Regions from separate parts of the Sus scrofa genome. Here region 1 is linked to region 2. Evidence: chromatin contacts called from public HiChIP or PLAC-seq data. All regions are on one chromosome and are shown on one strand. The core of a region is the stretch at or near the end of the contact, and the rest is flanking DNA. Distances in the headings are between cores, read along the strand shown. Region 1 holds the start of STK35 (serine/threonine-protein kinase 35). Region 2 overlaps STK35 (serine/threonine-protein kinase 35).

Region 1 (5,951 bases), core at 2,856-5,355, 39 kb before region 2:
TGCCTTTTTAGGGCTGCACCCTTGGCATATGGAGGTTCCCAGGTTAGGGGTCCAGTTGGAGCTGTAGCCACTGGCCTACACCACAGCCACAGCTACACAGGATCCTAGCCGCATCTTCAACCTACACCACAGCTCACGGCAACGCTGGATCCTTAACCCACTGAGCAAGGCCAGGGATCGAACCCAAGTCCTCATGGATGCCAGTCAGGTTTGTTTCTGCTCAGCCACGATGGGAACTCCTAGAGTTCTCGTACTATACAGCAGGTACCCATTGGCCAATCATTCCATATATCTCAGTATGCATATGCCAATCCCAAACCCCCAGGCCATCCCTCCCCACCTGGATAATGTTTAAGAGTTAGTTACTACCAAGAGTTAGATTCTACTAAGAGGCTTATAGCAAAAACCCCCTTCTCACCACCAAGTCCCATCCCATGAAGGAATAACTCATTCTATGGTTACTTCTCTGTACCTGATTTATGGTGTCACGCCAAGATTTTTAAATGTTAGCTCCCCCTGACCCTGACCTTTTTGTTTGTTTGTTTAGGGCCACACCCATGGCATATCAAGGCCAGGGGTCGAATCAGAGCTGTAGCTGCCAGCCTACACCATAGCCACGGCAAGGCGGGATCCAAGCTACATCTGCAACACATACCACAGCTGGCGACAACACCGGATTCTTCAGCCCCTGAGCAAGGCCAGGGATCGAACCCACATCCACATGAATACTAGTTGGGTTCATTACCGCTGAGCCACGATGGGAACTCCTCCCCCACCACCTTTTTTATGGCCATACATGCAGCATATGGAAGTTCCCAGGCCAGGAATCAAATACAAGCCACAGCTATGACCTAGGCAGAGCTGCAAAGACTCTGGATCCTTTAACCCACTGCACCTGGGATCAAACCTGTGCCTCTACAGCGACCTGAGCCTCTGCAGTTGGATCCTTAACCCACTGTGACACAGTGGGAATTTCCATTTTAGCCCTTTTCAATTAACTTACAGCTATGGAAAATAAAGATTCAGTTTTCTCTCTCTCTGTCTCTGCACGCACGCGCACACACACACATACACCCTCTCCAATTTTCCCCAAATAATTATATCATAATTTCTGGTTAAATCAATGTACTGTTGTTACATTACAATGACAATGTAATATTATTTCCAGCTGAGCATTGTAGTTTATGATGATTACAATGTTTTTCTTATAAATTGTTTTTGTTTTCTTGGCTTTGATAATCACCTCGTGTCTTATTTGCTTAGTTTTCTATTTAACAGCTCCAATCCATCCCCAAAAATCTTTGCCAGAACTCCCATCCTTTACAGTCACCTCAGCTTTGTGCTCAGTCTAGAGGCAGTACAGCCTAATGTGGTGGTGCCTGGACCAGCGATATTATCACCAGCATCACCTGGGACCTAAGGAGCAATGCGAATGCTCAAGCCCGACCCAGGACTTGCTGGTCAGCCTCTCTGGGGGGGAGCCCAGCAAGCTGAGTGATGCTGAGATGCCCTCAAGCTGGAGAACACGGTTTGCATAACTGTTAAGAGCCTGCACATCAAAACCCTAAGGCTCCTGGGGGGTCAGATTTTGGCTATTCCAATTGTTTGTAATTACATCTGTGATATAACAGCCTCTGAGGCTCCATCTTCCTATTAATAAGGTGGGGACAAGCGTCTCTCCCTGTAAGTGATGTGAGCCCAGCGTGTTGTGTGAGGAAGCATAGCAGGCTCTAGTTTTTCTTGGCGGCAGCCCTCCTGCAGCCTAGATGCAACAAGCAAGGGGAGTTCAAGCAAAGCCTTTCCCCGGCCCTTCCCAGTGTCCCCCGTGCAGAGGACAGCCTCCATCCAGGCACCCACCCCAAGCTTCCGTCCTTCCGCACCGCCACAGCCCTTCGGAAGACCTCCTCCCATACCCGGCATCAGCTTCTCTTCCCCTAACCCCTTCCCATCCTCGGCTCCCCCGCTACAAATATTTCAAACCCCCTGATTCTCTGCCAGTCCCCTGCCACCTGCAGCCCGCAGCCCTCAACCCCCCTCCCCACTCCCACTACCCTCTAGCAGCGCCCTCTCCCACTGTCCATGCCTTCCACACTCCCTGCTATTTTCCCACAGAACCCCAACCCCGCCTCTGCCTCCAGGCTGGCTGCCCCTTGAGTGTCCTCAGCCCCTGCAGCTCCGGGGATGGGACCGGAGCATCACCACTCTGCTTCCCACTGCCCTTCCTTGATCCCGGCACCCCAGGCACACCACCTCCTCGAATGATCCCACCTCAGGGCCTTTGCACCTGCTTCTCCCTCGACATGAAATGTCCTGGGCGGTATGCATCCAGCTGATTCTTTTACTTCCATCAGGTCTCTGCTCAACAAGTCACCTCCTTAGGGAGGTTCTCCCAAACCCTCCATCCCCAAATAGCACCTGCTTTATTATCACCTGCTTTAGTGTCCTTTGCAGGGCTAATGTTATTTGAATCACATGATTCCACGATATCTTTTTTTTTTTTTTTTGCCTTTTCTAGGGCCGCTCCCGCGGCATGTGGAGGTTCCCAGGCTAGGGGTCCAATCAGAGCTGTAGCCATCGGCCTTCGCCAGAGCCACAGCAACGTGGGATCCAGGCCGAGTCTGCAACCTACACCACAGCTCACGGCAACGCTGGATCCTTAACCCACTGAGCAAGGCCAGGGATCGAACCCGCAACCTCATGATTCCTAGTCGGATTCGTTAACCACTGAGCCACGACGGGAACTCCCCCACAATGTCTTATTTTCTATGTCAGCCCCTCAAAGGCCGGGGCCTACGGGAAGGGCCTAAAGCCTCCCTGCTGCTCCTGCCCTTTTCTTCCATGTCTCCTGCAACTATTGTGTTCCAGTCATGTCCAGCGCATGTGAGGCTCCAGGGAACTAGGCATAGGCATGTTTGCTGACAGGGAAGCCGAGGAAGAAGGTCCTACATGTTCACATAAATGCCCGCCATTAGGGGGGGCTGAGGGGGGTAAGACAGTGTGAAGAGCCTGGGGTCTCAGTTCAAATCCCAGCTAATCAAGCTCCTCCCTTTAGCCTCTTCATCTGTAAAATGGGGCTAAGAACAGTACCTCACAGGCATGAGAATTCTTTGTTACCTTCTATGCCTGACAGAAAACTTTAATGAATGTTGGCTATTGGTCATAAGAATAAGAACAGATTACCACTGTAACTTAAACCAGGAGTTCCCATCGTGGCTCAGTGTTTAACGAATCAGACTAGTATCCATGAGGACCTGGGTTTGATCCCTGGCCTCACTCAGGGGGTTAAGGATCCGGTGTTGCTGTGAACTGTGGTGTAGGTGGAAGACTCGGCTCAGATCCCGATTGGACCCCTAGCCTGGGAACTTCCATATGCCGTGGGTGCAGCCCTAAAAAGACCAAAAAAAAAAAACCCTACAAAATACACACACAAAAAAATTGTCCAGGAGTTCCTGTTGTGGCTGGTAGAAACCAACCCGACTAGTATACCTGAGTTAATTAACGGCCTTTCTAGATTAAAGGAAACTAAAGCGACATGACAACTAAATGCAACATGTGTTCCTCATTGGCTCCTAGAGGACAGCTATATTACTGGGACAATAGCAAAATTTAACTATGGAAGTTGTATTAAATCATATTATTGTTAAAGTTCTTGATGTTGATCATTGTACTGAAATTTTGCAACAGAATATCCCTGTTTTTAGGTAATACACACAGAAGTAGTTAGGAATTAAAGAGCATGATGTCTGAAACAAAGTGTTTTTTTGGGGAAAAAGTACATATATATATTGCATATAATATATGCACAAACATATACACAAGAGAGAATGTGATAATGCAAGTAGTAAAATATAAAAAATTATTATGACAATTTTAAAAGTATATGAGGGCGTTCCCGTGGCTCAGCGGTATTGAACCCAACTAGTATTCATGAGGACGCAGGTTGGATCCCTGGCCTCACTCAGTGGGTTAAGGATCCGGTGTTGCCGTGAGCTGTAGTGTTGGTCACAGATGTGACTTGGTTCCCGAGTTGCTGGGGTTGTGGCATAGGCCAGCAGCTGCAGCTCTGATTCAACCCCTAGCCTGGGAACCTCCATATGCTGCGAGTGCAGCCCTAAACAGCAAAAAAAAGTTTTTCAGTGACCACACTAACAGAAGTGGCTTGACCGCAACCCTCAGGCACTGTTTAGCTTATTCTTCTCCTTCGTTACACACTAATATTGTCAAAAAAAGACCCTGGGTATTAGCTTATTTAATAGTATCTGATAGTTAATGTGTGCAAAGCCTGACCTAAGTGCTTTAACCATCTACCCTCAGTGGATTCTCCAACTACTATTCTTCTCATATTACAGATGAGGACTAGAGACACCATAACGTTAATTAATGGTGTTCCCTGGTGGTCTAGCAGTTAAGGGCTCAGAGTTGTCACTGCTGTAGCTGGGGTTATTCCTGTGGCCAAAAAAGTTTACTTGTGCAAGGTCACCCATATGATTCCATGAGGCACAGAACCTCAACTAAGGTAGAGACTGTCTTGTTCACAGCTCTTTCCCTGGCAATTTAGAACAAAAACGGTGCCTAACATATTATAAGCACTCAATAAATATCTAGATTCAGTTAACAGATATAAGGCATCTAGGAGGCATTGGAGTACAAAGCAGTGAAAAAATATTTAAAAATTCATGCCTAAATGGAGCTTACATTGAACGCTCTCAGGCCTGCACCCAATTAGCCACCCTAGATATAAATATGTACGTGTATGTACATTTCATTTGGTGCTATCAACCCTGAAAATTAGGGCCTACCCACTTTGCAGAAGAGTAAACTGAGGGTCCAAGTGGGGCAATGTTTTGCCCAGGATCCAGGGGCTTAACAGGAGGCAGGGCTCTAGATTCCAACCCAGACCGGGCGGTTCCCAGGCAATCCTTATGCATTAATCAAACCGACCAATCCAATCACCCAATCAGTGTTTATTTGGGCCTACTGCGTGCAGCTCCTCTTCCAGCGCAGGCCAGGAAGGGAGGAGGTTGTGCTGCGCAGGCGGCTTCGGAGACCGGGGAGTTACAGCCAGATCGCGGGAATTTGGCGCCCATTTTCTGCTGGTTAGGTGTTCTAGCCTGTGATTGGGCCTCGGCGCGGCGTGAGTACGCCCGGCTGCGGCTGGTCGGCCGACCTTGGCAGGACCCAGGCGGCGCGGTACTCTTCCGGCCTCCCGGGGGATGGGCCACCAGGAGCCCCCGCTGGCCCGAGTGCGGGCCGGACGTGAGGCTTATATAAAAGGGTTACGTAAAGGGCTCAGCTGGCGCGAACACGTGGAGAGCCGCGGGAGCCCCTACGCTCAGTTCTCCCCCGAGAGCGCCGCTGCCATCACCCGTGCGGCCGCAAGCTCCATTGCACGCTCGGCCCGGGCCAACGCCTCTCGCGCCGCTCCGTACCGGAGGCAGCCCTGGCCCGGAGCGGACCATCCCCAACCCGGGGCCTTAGAGGGGAAACGGGCTGCCCGGAAGTGGAAAGGAGCCGGCCAGGTAAGGGTGCGGTCCGCGGAGTAAAAGCCAGCAGCCAGCCGGGGCGACCCCGGAGCCTCCTGGGCAGAGCAGGAGGGCCCCCAGATTAGCGCGCTCAGGAACGCCGAACTTTTAAGGCGACTCTTTCCACCCGCAGCCTTTCGGGACTTGGGTCGGTCCGCGGGGATCCGTTCGAGCTTAATTCAATGGACTGTTTACACCCGGGAGAACACAGGGAGGGACGCGGGGAGGGGCATCCCAGAGGGAGCCGAGCGGGGGAACCAGATCTCCACAGGCCGATTTGGCGCTTAAGGCGATTTTCTTAAGTCACGACCGCTGCAGGTCCTTGTTTTTCGTATTGTTATAGGATAAATCAACTGAACAGACGAGGAGGTTTTGCTTTTCTTTCCGGCTCCCCCTCTGAGCCATTGCCCCGTGGTTTCGTCTTTCCCG
Region 2 (6,180 bases), core at 2,732-5,231:
ATTTTAAGTTGAGAATGCTGAGACTTGGTAAAGATGAGCACTAGTAATTGGCTGGGCTGGGGTGTACATTTTAGGTCTTCCTGCTCCAAAGCCCGCTTGCTCGCCAGAGCACCAGCTGTTTGCTGTCCTGTCAACTGTGCTCTTTGAATGGCACTCCCGCCACATTGGGGACCTGCGCGCGGACTTGTGCTGTGTTTTGGTCCTCTGGTCAGGGCTCAGACTGTAAAGCAGGGCAGGTGGTCATGTTTGCCATGAAGCAGCTGTTGGATGAGCTTTGATGACCTGACCTCTGTTCCCTCTCCCTGACACTGTGGCCCTTCTGTAGACCTGGAGACTGGAAACACCAGTCTTCCGTTTGTAGTGTCCCCTCTGTTTCCTTTTACCCTGATGGCAGGACCTCGTCCGCTGTGCTGTGAGCTGCCCACAGCACGGCTGTCCCTGGTTTTGCCCTACTCTGAGCACCGCTGTGGCTTAGCTAAGCCTTAGAGGAATGACGCACCAGAAAGCTCGGCTCCCTGGGCTCGGCCCCTCTGACGGATCAGAAGAGACAGTGGTGCCAGGGCTGCTGACCCTCCCACCCCCACCCCCGGGACTAGCATGTTGGTATCTGAGTGTGAAGAGCCAGCTGTCTTGGTTACGAAACAAATGAAAATGACTCATTTTGAAGCTAATCCTGCTTTGAAGGAGAGGCCTGCCCTCTGTGACCCTGAGATTACCCTGCCTCTGGGCCTCCCCAGCATGAGATGCTAAAAATGAGTACCTTGAGCCTCGGTTCGCTCATCTGTAAAATGGGGATGATTCCTGCGTGGCTCTTAGCTTGGACAAAGCCGGCTTTGCCTATCAGGCCTTGCGCCATGTCTCGTTTGTCACAGGTGTCATTAGCTTCGGTGGTGAGACCGGCAGGCAGGACATTAGGGGGCTCTAGGGAGGGGTGAGTTCTTGGCTTCCACCCGGTAACACCGTAACTTGTGTGCCAGTCAGATGACTTTCTTTCCTGTTAAGTAGATGAGAGGCAGAGAGGAATAGAGAACACTAGACCGTAGATTTGAAACCCCGTTAACTATTTACTAGCCGTTTGACCTTGCCAATGGAGACGGCTTTCCCGTGGACAGGTGATGAGACTGTGTAAAGTAGTGAGACTCTGAGGACTTTGGCTTCACGTCCCTGCTTCCCTGGCAGCGTGGAGCGCCGGTTCAGGTGCCACCCCTGAAGCCCGCAGGCTGGTCGGGAGCCCTCCTGACAAGTGCCAGTGCTCCCTGGGGCACTGACCACCCTTTGAATGAGTAGCTGGGACCGTTTTGTGTGAAGCCGCGGAAAGTTGGTCTGCCCAAACAGCCAGGTGGCGTTTTAGATCTCTAGGTCCCAGGACTTCAGAAATCCACCTGCAGGCCTGAGGAGATGGAAAGATGCCACCATCTGGCCGCCCTTGGGGCCTCATGGGGAAGGTGTGGCGGAGACTCAAATCCTTCCCCATGGGGATCAGAGAGCTGCCCTCCCGCCGCCTCCACCACCACCTCCACTGCCCTCCTCCTGAAAACCATTTTGAAAACACAGGAGCAAAATGTCCTGAATTAAGCTTTGACTTTAGATCAGTCATAGATAGTTGAGTGTGTGACACCCTAAGAACCAAAAAGGCCATCAGCGTCACTGACCAGCAAGGTAGATATCCCTGCCCCCTCCACCACCACCCCCCACCCCCTGCCCCCTCCACCCCCCCCCCCAGCCGCAGCCGCTGCTGGCAGTCTTCCCGGCCCACCCCAGAGGGGAAGTAGCTGCCTCCGCCTTTGCCAGAGGGAAAAGGAGGTGGGATAATGTAAACAGCAGAGCCGCCAGCGTCCCTGATAGGGGGCTAGAGTGCTGAGGTAAAACATAGCTGTGGCTCCCTGAGCTTTTCAAATCCCGTGGTTGCCAAACTTACACATTTCAAAGGACATTATAGTTTAAAGGCCAGCCGGTAAGGGGTGGGGTAGGAGATGGAAGAGTTTTTATTTTTTTGGTCTTTTTAGGGCCCCACCCGTGGCATATGGAAGTTTCCCAGGCTAGGGTCTAATTGGAGCTGCAGCCGCAGGCATACACCACAGCCACAGCCACGCCAAATCTGAGCCACGTCTGCCACCTACACCATAGCTCACGGCAATGATGGATCCTTAACCCACTGAGCAAGGCTAGGGATCAAACCCACAACCTCATGGTTCCTAGTTGGATTCGTTTCTGCTGCGCCATGACAGGAACTCCTACATGGAAGAGTTTTTGAACCACTCCCATTTACTTTCATCATCATCTCACCAAAGAAAGGGCATTTTGACACCAGCAAAGTAGGAAGGCCACACTTTTAGGATAAAGGGTAGCCTTTTATTCGCCCTGCCATTCCCAGTCTCCAAGTTCAGGACTAGGGGAGGGGGGTAACCTGTGAGCCCAGTCAGTCCCCACCCCCGTCACTGCCAGCCCCTCCTCCGCTTCCACCAGCTTCTGTTGGTCTTCATGGGAGCAGGTTGGTTCCCCAGTCTCCTTGGACAGACCAGCCAAGTGCCTGGCTGGCGGAGGAACTTGCCAGAAGGCTGCTCACAGCCTGGTTGGCAGCGCATCCCCCTTTGGTGCTCTGGACCCCAGACCTGTGCGGAGGTACCTCAGCCAAGCCTTCCACAAGCCTGTTCTGAGTGAATCTGTTTACAGATGAAGGGATTAAATGGGTTTTAAACCCTTCTTAGGCTCTTCTTGTTGCTCTAGGAAGGGCTCTTATATTACAAAGTTACCCATTAAAAGCAGAAGCCTTGGAGTAAGACAGCCCTAGTTCAGCTCTTTCTCTACCACTTATTAGCCATGCAGATCCTGTCTGTGGACTTCAGTTTCCCGTCTCTGAAGCTGGGGCGACAGCAGCTCCTACCTCGTAGGGTGGCTGGGTGAAGCGAGCCAGGAGATGGTACAGCCCCGACCGTGACCCCAGTCAGTGGAAAGCAGTGGAGGAGGGTAGACAGCCTGCGGTTATTACACGTAAACGAGTCCGACCTTTAAACGTAAGAGAACATGCCTGGCACATAACTAAGCGCGGAGTCAGTGCTTGCTATTACAATTGTGGAGAAATAAGTCAGATGTACTGAGGGAATGTAGTCCTAAGAGCCGGAGTAAGAAAGAGAAACGTTAGCCAGCACCTTCCCGGATCGCCGACACCTTTCCCGGAGGAGACCAAGTGAGTGCAGGCTGTCAGAGGCCCTGGCAGAGCTGGCTCTGGAAGCACTACCGGAAGGGCTTTGGCCAGTGCCCGAGCACACTTCTGCTGCTCCACAGCCCTGACCTGGGGCGGGCAGCTCCATCTCTGAGCCTCTTGCCTCCTTAAGTCCTCACTCTGAGCTAATTTGGGCAGGTGCCGGCCAGGCGTGCCCTATCGACATCACCTACAGGCTAATCACATCACCCTTTTTCATGGTGCTCAGAGGGGTGCCTTTGCCTTCCGAGAGGGCTCTGTGGTCTGAAGTCAGCGTTCCAACTGAGAGGGACCAGGCAAGGCTGGCTGAAGCCAGTAATCGGGCAGTCGAGCCGCAGCCCGGGGCCTGGGAGTGGAGGTGTGGCACCTGCTAGGATGAAGGGTGAGGGCCCACCGGGCTGGGACCTGGGCCATTTGTTGTTCCAACAGGTGCCTGGGAGGCCTGCTCCTTGACCCCAGGGCCATGTGGTCTGAGCCCTTCCTGCTCATGGCTGAGGAAGGTCCCCCACTGTCTTGCAGGGAGGTGGCTGCCACTGGCTCCTGGGGAAGAGGCACCTTCTCTAATGGGAGACGGGAGAGGAAGCCACAGTTAGGTCTCCTGTGGAAGAAACAGCTCTGTTTCTCTTTCCCCTGCCGACCAGGGAGAAGCAGGCAGGCCTGTGGACTGAGACATCCTGCCGGGAGGGCCGGAGCCAGCGCCAAAGCTGGAGGGAGGGAGGGTGGAGGAGCCTGGGGGAAATGTCAGTCGTGCGTCCTGGCAGGGGACCCCGGTGATCACAGCGTCATGACGCTGGTGTGTCGGGCAGTCTCTCAGAGTGCTGGGCGCTTGGTTTGACCTTCTACAGGCACACTCTGTCCCACTAGTTTATTATGTAAGAGATTGCTGGCTTCTGAATCTCTGCCTCCCTGATTGAGCTGCAGCAGCCATGGGCCCCCTTCCTGCTGTGATGGTCGTCTGTCTGAGGTTGTCATCAGCTCAGGTCCTACCAAGGGAGGGAGGAAAAGCAGTGTTGAAAGATCATAGCTGGTTCCAAAAATTACCTTAGCACCTCACACATGAGCATACAACTACCAGGCTTTTCTGGTCGTATCTCGCACAGACTTCGTGTCTCAGATGGTAGGTCCCCCCCCCACCCCTCCCTGCCCCCATCTGATGGCTCTGCTTCGCCTACTGAAAGCAGCAGGAAGAAGGCACTAGGTCTGCCGAATAAAGCTAGAGTTTGAGAGGAGCTCCTGCTGTGGCCCAACGGGATAGGCAGCATCTTGGGAGTGCTGGGACGTGGGTTCGATCCCTGGCCTGGCACAGTGGGTTAAAGATCTGGCGTTGCCACAGCCGTGGCTTAGGTTGTGACCGCGGCTCAGATTTGATCCCTCACCCAAAGCTCCATATGCTACAGGGCAGCCAGGAAAAGGGAGGGAAAAAAAAAAGCCTAGCGTTTGGGACTGCTCACCACAGGATGTGCTCATGATGATTAAATTTTTCCAAGTCAAAAACTGGCATACAAGACCCACCAGTTGGACGTTTGCTGAGGGGAGTAAGAAGGCAGAGAAACAGGAGCAGCACCTCTTGTCCGCCAGGTGTGGAAAAATCTCTGCTGTCCTCTGCATGAAGGAGCCTGGGTTCTGGGACCTTTTCTTGGTGCCGCCAACTCTCTTATTCATTAAAGCACACTGCCTTTCCCATCAAAAAAGTAAAGGGTGACGATGCAACATGTACTCAATACTGAACATACAGAGGGAACGCGGGGGAAGAAGAAAGGCCACCCATGACAAGTCCTACGACATTTTGGTGTGTTTCTTGCCAAATTTCCTATGCGCAGTGGGTTTTGTTTTCTACATAGCTATGGTCATACTATGTCACACAACTTCATAGCCGCCTTGTTTCCCCACTTAATCCATGGAAGTGCTTCTGCCATAACGTTTAAAATGCCACCCAGCCTTCTCATTTCCTCTGTCATATATCATTGAGTAGATGGATCATTTGCTTCAGTCTATCTTATTTTTGGCTTTGTGGGTTATTGCCTCAATTTAAGTACTACTTCAGTGGACATCTTTATTCATGAAGTCATTTTCATATTTAGGATAAGCGTTTAAACTAAATTTCTAGAATTACAGGGTCTAAATACATCCAAAGCTCTGAAAATGCTGCTAGGTTGCTTCCAGAAGGCTTTGTTGGGGTCTTCCAGCGGCGAGCGTTCTGCATGGCACCTTCCCGTGGCCAGAAACAGTTTGGACGGTTCAGTGGCTGGGGACCATGGTCTCTTTAAACTTGACACACTCATCATCTCTGGTTGGGGACAAATGTCTAGAAGAAGATGGCCTCATCAAGGGGTGGGTTCCTCCCGTGGGCCGGGTCTTTGACAGTTATTCGGAAAAGAGCCCCTGTTTCTCAGAGGAGGGGATGAGGCTGACAGGTAGAAAGTAAATTGTCTAAAATCACCGTGTCCTGCTGCCTCTCGCACAGACTAGCCAAGCGCCTCCCCAGGCCCCAAGGGTGACAGGCCAGTGTTGCCAGACTGTACAGGTGGCAGGTAATGGTGAGGCGGACACAGGGCTGGGTGGGCACACCTGTCGGGCTGCAGAGAGCTTATCGAGCCTTGAAGCCATTGGGGGGGTGGGTTCAGGCACACGGGGAAAGGTTGGTCTTCTTCAGTCATTCAGGGCGAGGGTGGGCACTTAGAAACTCGTAGCTGACGCTCTCCGGGACAGGCAGCTCCCAGCTCAGGGCAGCTCAGACTGGGCAGGATGGGGGCTGGCCCAGGGCTAATCTCTGTGGGCTCTTACATTCTAGGCCGTCCTCGAGACCAGGTCCCTGAGACATGGGCCCCTGGTCTTGTTGAGACCTGGCACCAAGGCCATTGCCAAAAAATAGCTGATGATAATCCAGCCAAACCCTGCTGTAAGTTTTCTACGTGTTAGTCCATCGGGCCCTCATAATAACCTGTGATGTGGTACAGGGGCCGAGACCAAGGAACCAG

What was found. HiChIP or PLAC-seq counts read pairs in DNA pulled down with a chosen protein or histone mark.
Region 1: an H3K27ac HiChIP or PLAC-seq map of skeletal muscle shows a contact between it and region 2. The contact joins the promoter of STK35 here to the enhancer-like site in region 2. A contact is called at or near these places in 6 of 47 Hi-C or Micro-C datasets (embryonic fibroblasts, heart right ventricle, mesenchymal stem cells and 1 more) and 2 of 2 datasets of contacts at active chromatin or transcription factors (alveolar macrophages and skeletal muscle).

Annotation. Positions count from the first base shown.
Region 1 is chr17:33,411,482-33,417,432 of Sscrofa11.1, reverse strand. STK35 (serine/threonine-protein kinase 35) reads left to right here and starts at 4,105. Exons shown (of 5, transcript XR_002339847.1): 1 at 4,105-5,519.
Region 2 is chr17:33,372,287-33,378,466 of Sscrofa11.1, reverse strand. All of the region lies in intron 3 of STK35 (serine/threonine-protein kinase 35), which reads left to right. Among named protein-coding and RNA genes, the nearest start is that of STK35, 38 kb to the left of the region's middle. Within about 2 kb of position 3,981, at least 25 of the 83 cell types and tissues checked have an H3K27ac peak or open chromatin away from gene starts, as enhancers often do. A contact at or near this core is called in skeletal muscle, where this site is marked.